2 separate regions of the Zea mays genome follow, and region 1 is linked to region 2. The links are chromatin contacts, called in public Hi-C maps. All regions are on one chromosome and are shown on one strand. Each heading gives the region's core, a stretch centred on a gene start, on an enhancer-like site or on the middle of the called end of the contact. The rest is flanking DNA. Distances are from core to core; before and after follow the strand shown. Region 1 holds the start of LOC100279209. Region 2 holds the start of LOC100284896 (phosphatidate cytidylyltransferase).

Evidence for each region. A called contact is a pair of places that touch in the nucleus more often than the background predicts.
Region 1: a contact with region 2 is called in a Hi-C map of ear, with 2.0 times the contacts expected there. The contact joins the promoter of LOC100279209 here to the promoter of LOC100284896 in region 2. A contact is called at or near these places in 5 of 25 Hi-C or Micro-C datasets (ear, endosperm, leaf and 1 more) and 1 of 3 datasets of contacts at active chromatin or transcription factors (leaf).

Annotation. Positions count from the first base shown.
Region 1 is chr2:179,633,445-179,636,704 of Zm-B73-REFERENCE-NAM-5.0, reverse strand. LOC100279209 reads right to left here and starts at 1,975. Exons shown (of 13, transcript NM_001366052.1): 1 at 1,333-1,975; 2 at 1,147-1,244; 3 at 749-925; 4 at 512-612; 5 at 1-29. The coding sequence starts at 1,426.
Region 2 is chr2:179,487,290-179,490,407 of Zm-B73-REFERENCE-NAM-5.0, reverse strand. It overlaps LOC100284896 (phosphatidate cytidylyltransferase), which reads right to left and starts at 1,786. Exons shown (of 11, transcript NM_001157791.1): 1 at 1,449-1,786; 2 at 1,085-1,338; 3 at 854-1,005; 4 at 152-293. The coding sequence starts at 1,541.

The sequences.
Region 1 (3,260 bases), core at 726-3,225, 150 kb before region 2:
CGGGAACCATCCCAAGTGGGCTGAAGAACCTGTAACATGCACACCAAAAATTTATGTTCTTATTCCTGCCGTGGATCAGAAGGTAGCAGTCATTCCTATCACCTTTGTATATACTTTTTTCCTACCTTTGAATATCATATTAGCATATTGTACTTTTTTCTCTCCTAAAGTAATGCCCGCAATTCAATCTGACAGACACAAAAGTGGATGGATAGCCAAAGGGCCCAGGCTAGTTTGTAAAGAATAAGCAGATAATGATCCACGTATTGACCATGTGGCCACTCTTAACAGGACTGTCGACATGTCATGCTAAAGTTCGAACATCTCTACAAAAGAGCACCTCGGTTGCAATACAAGAATCTTAGCAAACCATTCGTACTTTCGGATACATCAAGGAAATAATTTGATCACTGGATATGGGTAGCGATGCATAATTTGACATTGCATCAACGGAAATGAAAGGGAGAGTTACGATTCCACAGGGGGGGAAAAGGGGGAAAGTAACGTGTACCTAGAACATATAGCCCACAACTGGCTATATCCAAGAATTATTTGGATGCTTGAGGATACAATCAGTGAACCTTGTACGGCCCTCATAGTCTGCAGGAATCTCTGAAAGCACGACAGACGCGAAAAAGATATAAGCTGAGGGGTTCATGACATCAACCTGTTCAGTCTTCCATGACCAATTTGTTTTTGTTTCAGAGATTATGAAAAATACAGTGCTGGAGGATCCTTGCATACTTACAGTGTGGCCATCAGCTATACGCGCGAACGAGGGGTCACGGACTATGGAGAGGATTGGAACCACGTAAGCGTATGAACCTCCCATGACTGTGGGAAGACGAGTGCCGAATAGCGTCTGGAGCAGCGTCTTGATCCCAGTAACGAACAGCAGCGTTTGAACCACCTTGGCCTTGTCATCCTTTCAGTAATAAGAGAGAGATAGACACAATGAATTCTTCCATGAAACGAACTATACAACGGAGTTTTCTGTTCAGTTTCAAAAGTTGTAAATTTGCATGTTAGGGTAGGTGCCGCAAAAGCAGCATTTTGTTTGTTTCATGCGAACACTGCTGATGAAAGCCAGGAACTCGAAACAGGATCAAGAAACCACACGAGTACGAGTAAGGACGGTATGCTCACATCATTTCCACCCATAAGAGGAACCAGCAGCGTGGGGATCATGACAGCAGTGCCCAAGGACAGTATGTAGTGTTGGAAGCCCAAAGCGATCCCTTCGCCTGTAACACCCACCAACCAACCACAAATGAACAGCAATGCTTCACTTAATTGTGTATGCGTGTGTGTGTGTGTGACATATATACGTACCCCATGAAGGATTGGAGTCGATGCAGTACTCCAGTCCCTGGAGCTGGTCCATGGGCAGATGATGCACCATGTCCTCAGGCTTCACCTCGGCCATCTCTGAATCTGCTGGAACAAGCGCGGGACGGGTTCTGGAACTCTGAGTAGCCGACGAAAGGGTCCAAGTCCAAGATCTGAACCTGGTGGAGAGGCTCGGTTTCTGGAAGTGAGAGGGGGAAACGGGAAAGGGTAATCAAGCGCAGCAGGCAGGCAGCATCGTGCGTGCGTACCTCGAGAACAATCAATCTGGGCAGAGGAAGGAAGCGACCCTGAGAGCAGAGCAGAGGAGAGGAAGAGCGAGGGGACGTAGCAACAGCCAGCAGCGCTGCGAAAGCCCAAGTCAAGAGAAGCCAAGCAGGCTCCAGGAGCGGAACGAGATCCTCTGACGTGGGGCAACGGTAAGTAATGCGGGGGAAGATAAACGCGAATCCAGCAACGTAAACGTTCGCCTCTTCGGCGACCGGGGAGACAAATGTCAGCGGGCGCAGCGGCGGTGGTCAGGGCCTCAGGGTCAGGGGTCGGCGGGCGAGGAAGAAGACGGAGAATGGATGTGGTGGCGACTGACTGCGGAACAGTAAAAAGCGCGCACGCAAGCGAACAAGCAGCGAGCAAAGTGGAGGGGGGGAAGCCAAGGGAGATGCCGCCCGCGGCCGCCGATGAGGCGATGAAACCGCCGATCGGAGTCGGACGTGTCGTCGAACCTTGAACAAAGGCCGCAAAGCAGCAAAGGCGAAAAAGAGAGAGAAAAGGAGGAAAGCGGGCAAAGCGGAAAAGGAAGGACGGAGAGGAGAGGCGAGGCGGCAGCACCGTACTGTAGGTAGTAGCAGTAGCAGTGGCGGCAGCAGGCCATCGCCATGAAAAGGCGCGCCGCGAGCGCCAGAGATGAGTCATGCATGAGTAGGCGCGCGCAACTAGGTCTGGATATGGAACTTCATTAACGAGTTGGCTCGGTTTAGGCTATCCGCAACCGTTACTTCTAAATTTTTCCCCCTATATCACTTTTTTCCTCTTTTTTTCCCCTATTTTTTTATCTCCCGCAGCGGTTCCCCCTAAATACTCCCCCTATACCCCACTACCACTATAAAATATCATTTTCTATATCAACTATCAATTTTTTTATCTACTAACAATTACTCGTGGACAAACAAACAGTGTTTAGGGTGATGAACAGTGACACGCTATATCTGGGGAGAGAGAAGGGGACCGACACGTAGGGGGCGCTGTAGGGGGCATCGCTGCGGCCATAGGGTGCCCCCTACACGCCGCATGCAAGGGGAGGGGGAGAGGCAGCGTCTACCGCTGCGGCTAGTCTTAGTTTGCTAAGCTAGGGAACAAAGAGTCAGTTTAATTTGATTCGTTTACAAACTCGAGCTTGTTCGTTTAGTTCACGAATCATAATAAAACAATATATATTAATTAATTTTTATTTAATTTTAAACCAATTTAACAATAGAAAATGGTAACTTTATTCATGGTTTCATAGACCACGTCACCGTAACACCAAATAAACATAACTCATCGCTCATCAATTCACCATGAATCTATAATTCACACACATGTTCATTAGTTTAACCTACAATTATAGTATCACAAACCAATTTAACACATGGACATAGTTTATCAACATCAGTTGAACTCATAGTCACCACGTCTACATATAACATGTTCATCAATTGATGTATAAATAATATGTATATAGTTTCATTTTGCTGAAATATGGTAGCTCGTTTAGCTCGTATGCTGGCTCGTTAACAACCCGAGTTGGCTCGTTAACGAACCGAGCTAGTATATCAGCATCCTAGCTCGTGAAAAAAATTAAACAAAACAGCCAAACAAACCGACCATGAACCGAGTAAGGCTTAAGTCGTGTAAAGTACTATTTTATACTGTAG
Region 2 (3,118 bases), core at 537-3,036:
AAAAACTTCATGTACTCATGACTATAGGGTGTAAACAACACTTCAGGCTCCTAAGCTGGTATTCCTATCTATATCAGACAAGCATACCACTGGCATCCAGATTACACTATCAGATCAAAGCATTAAAGCATGCTGTAAAGTAGAAGCTTACCAGAATATTCCATCAAAAATGTTTGCCACAGTGAAAGATGACTGGGCAAATACCATGAGAAGGATCATGTGAGTCCATGCATATTGACTGAACTGGTACTTGTATGTCTTTTTCTTTAGTGTGATAATAAACCAAACAAAACCTAGAAAATAAATAAATTACTATGGTGGCAATAAGCAAGCAATTTTCAAACTTTATGAGAATGCATTTGCCTCATTTTTTTGTAAAAAAAACAGCTTACGAATTTATGTGCTATAAAACTTAAGTGCTTAAGGACCCAAACTTAATGGGAACAACATAGAGGATTATATTGCATTGTACAGTCACATCATATACAGCCTTCCCAACCACCATCACTCAATAAATATAAACACAATAAAACCACCTTTACTCAATAAACAAAATCAACTAAAAAAACATTATGAACTGGAGAATGAAGGAAGAACTGTTCCTTGTCACTCTAAAAAACTCACTAAGCAAAGTCCCGTTTGAGGAGGTTTGATGGCACTACTTCTCCGGCCTACATTTCTAAACACATCTACCAAAAGGGAAATGGACCAAATGTCGTTGTCAGACTGAACTCCCTGGGTCCAATGCCAGCCTATCAAATCAAGAACTATTAAAATATTGAACTGACCTATGATGTAAACTTGTACATTTCATGACCCTTATTTGGGAACAAAATTTTTTTGCCACAGTTACCTGCTATGTAAAGAAAGTAGCAAATAAACATCTGGTACTTGATGAGCCTGCTCACCAGCTTGTACAACAACTTATCTGAAGTCATCGTGTTAACAAGCTGATGGCTAAGGAAGCGCCCGTAGGTAAACAGCATCGCAGTAAAGAAAAAATGCCTGTCACATCACAGATTAAAATTGTAAACGCCAGGTCATCCAATGCATCGATCAGCCATATATCCTACCACCACCTCACCAGTTGAGCATCCTGAACCCTGGGAGCTGCCGGTCCTCATTGGCCTTGCGGAGAAGGTTGAAGAGCTCCTTTGCCATGAAGATTTGGACGACCACCACCATGGCCCAGATGTAGAGATGGCCCATATATATCAAGAACACGACCCCGGCCATCATCCACAGTGAGGAGTAGGTACGAACTAGCATCGACTTGTACTTGTTCTGGTCGTTTAAGAGCAGGTTGGCGCCATTAGTCGTGTTCACGTCGCTGGGGACCTAAACAATAACAACAACGATGCGCAATGAATGCGAGTCCTCCACCTCTACAGCCAGGAACAGAAAGTCATCTCTGTATAGAACTACGGATACACGGTAGAACCGATCACCTCGTTGGAGCGCTTCCGGTGCCTGAGCCGGCCACCGTGCGTCGGGCTCGGGGTGCCCGGCGTCCGGTCGCCGGAGCCGGCATCCCTCTGCATTTCTTGTGCCCTGCAGCGTTCCTCCGAGCAAGCGTGGGTTAATTACCAAGAGAATGACAGATCGATCCAGGGCCTGCTGGGTGGGTCATGGATAGACGGATCTCCACTCTGCAGTAGTTCAATGCAACGGGCGAAATATGGGGGCGATGCCACTGGTGTATGGAGACTTCGATGTGAGGACGGCTGATCGGCTGGGTTGTTCTGCGCCGTCGCCGGCGATGAGGCACAGCGGCGGGCTGGCGGCGGTATGGGATCTCTAGAGAGAAACAGAAACAGACAGGGATCACCGTCCTCCGAACGGCAAACCCTTCAATTATGTGTGGTAGAGAGAGGGCCCAGACGTGGAGCTGTTCGGTCAAAGCCGTCGACACAGGCTTACACGTACACGCGCAAGGTAGAGTGGTTCAAATCGTTTAAGAGCAACTCCAATTATTTTCCAAATAACTCCATAAATCTTAAATTTAAAATTTAAAAAATATATAAAAAATACTTCTCTAATAGTTCTCTAAATATATTTGCTAAATTTAATTACTTATTATCTAACCTTGTTTACTCTTTAAGTTTAACAACCTAACAGGCACTGCAATTGACGTTGATTTCTTCACATTTCTTGCTTATTTTCCTCCTTTCCTGCTTAGCGAGGTAGCCATCTCTGACACGATCTTTTTTTCTTTTCCGTACAGTGAGACAGCCAGATCCAATGCGTGTGACATAAGTTTCTCCTCCATCGTCGGACTACCGCTGTCTCATAGGTCATGCCGCTCCCTTAATACCTCACATGTTGCGCCGATCGACCTTCTCCTCCACCGTCGACGCCTTCTGCTCTCATCCACGCCGCCAGTTAGGTGTGACGAGCAAAGCTAAACTAATCTCTAAATATTAGGAACTATTAGAGACCAATTTGTTTTTTACCAATAGCTATTTGACAAATTGCTAATCAAAGTTTAGGAAGCTTTTTTAGAGAAATATTCGAGCTGCTCTAAAACCCGTTTATGGAACCACTCAGTTCCTTACAGACGGGTTTTTAAAAGCTAAAAGTATTTTTTGTCCAGTTTCAAAAAAAAACTGGTTTCCTAGTTTTTTTTAAAAAAAACAAGAAGCTGACCTCTCACACTTAAAATCAGCTTTTATATGGTTAATTATGTAATACCCTCAACAAGATTGGAATAATGAATGAGAATGTGCCACCTGTTTTTCTTTCAGAACCGAATCGTTCTTTCTGTCTCACGAATAGAACACGCCCGCTCATAGATGAGTTATTTGAGTTTATAACGTTCTCGTCGTGCGGCTTCGCTACTCTATTACTCCGCAGCTGCGTATCGCCATTTTGGTATTCTGGAGATCACAGCCGCGCCAGATTGGGACAGTTAATGTCCCGCGCTCTGTTAACGTCTGTTTTATTGCTCTTCATGCAGGTTGTGTACCCCTTCATACTAATCTACCCCTAACCGGAGTTCGAGTGTTCTTGCGCGAGAGAACTCCTGCCACCAGAAAACAGAGTGTGCGCCGCCGTCTGCCACCAGGGAGACTCGCCACCAGGTGGTCACGCAGTCGGCTACCAGCAGCTGCCCGCGCCA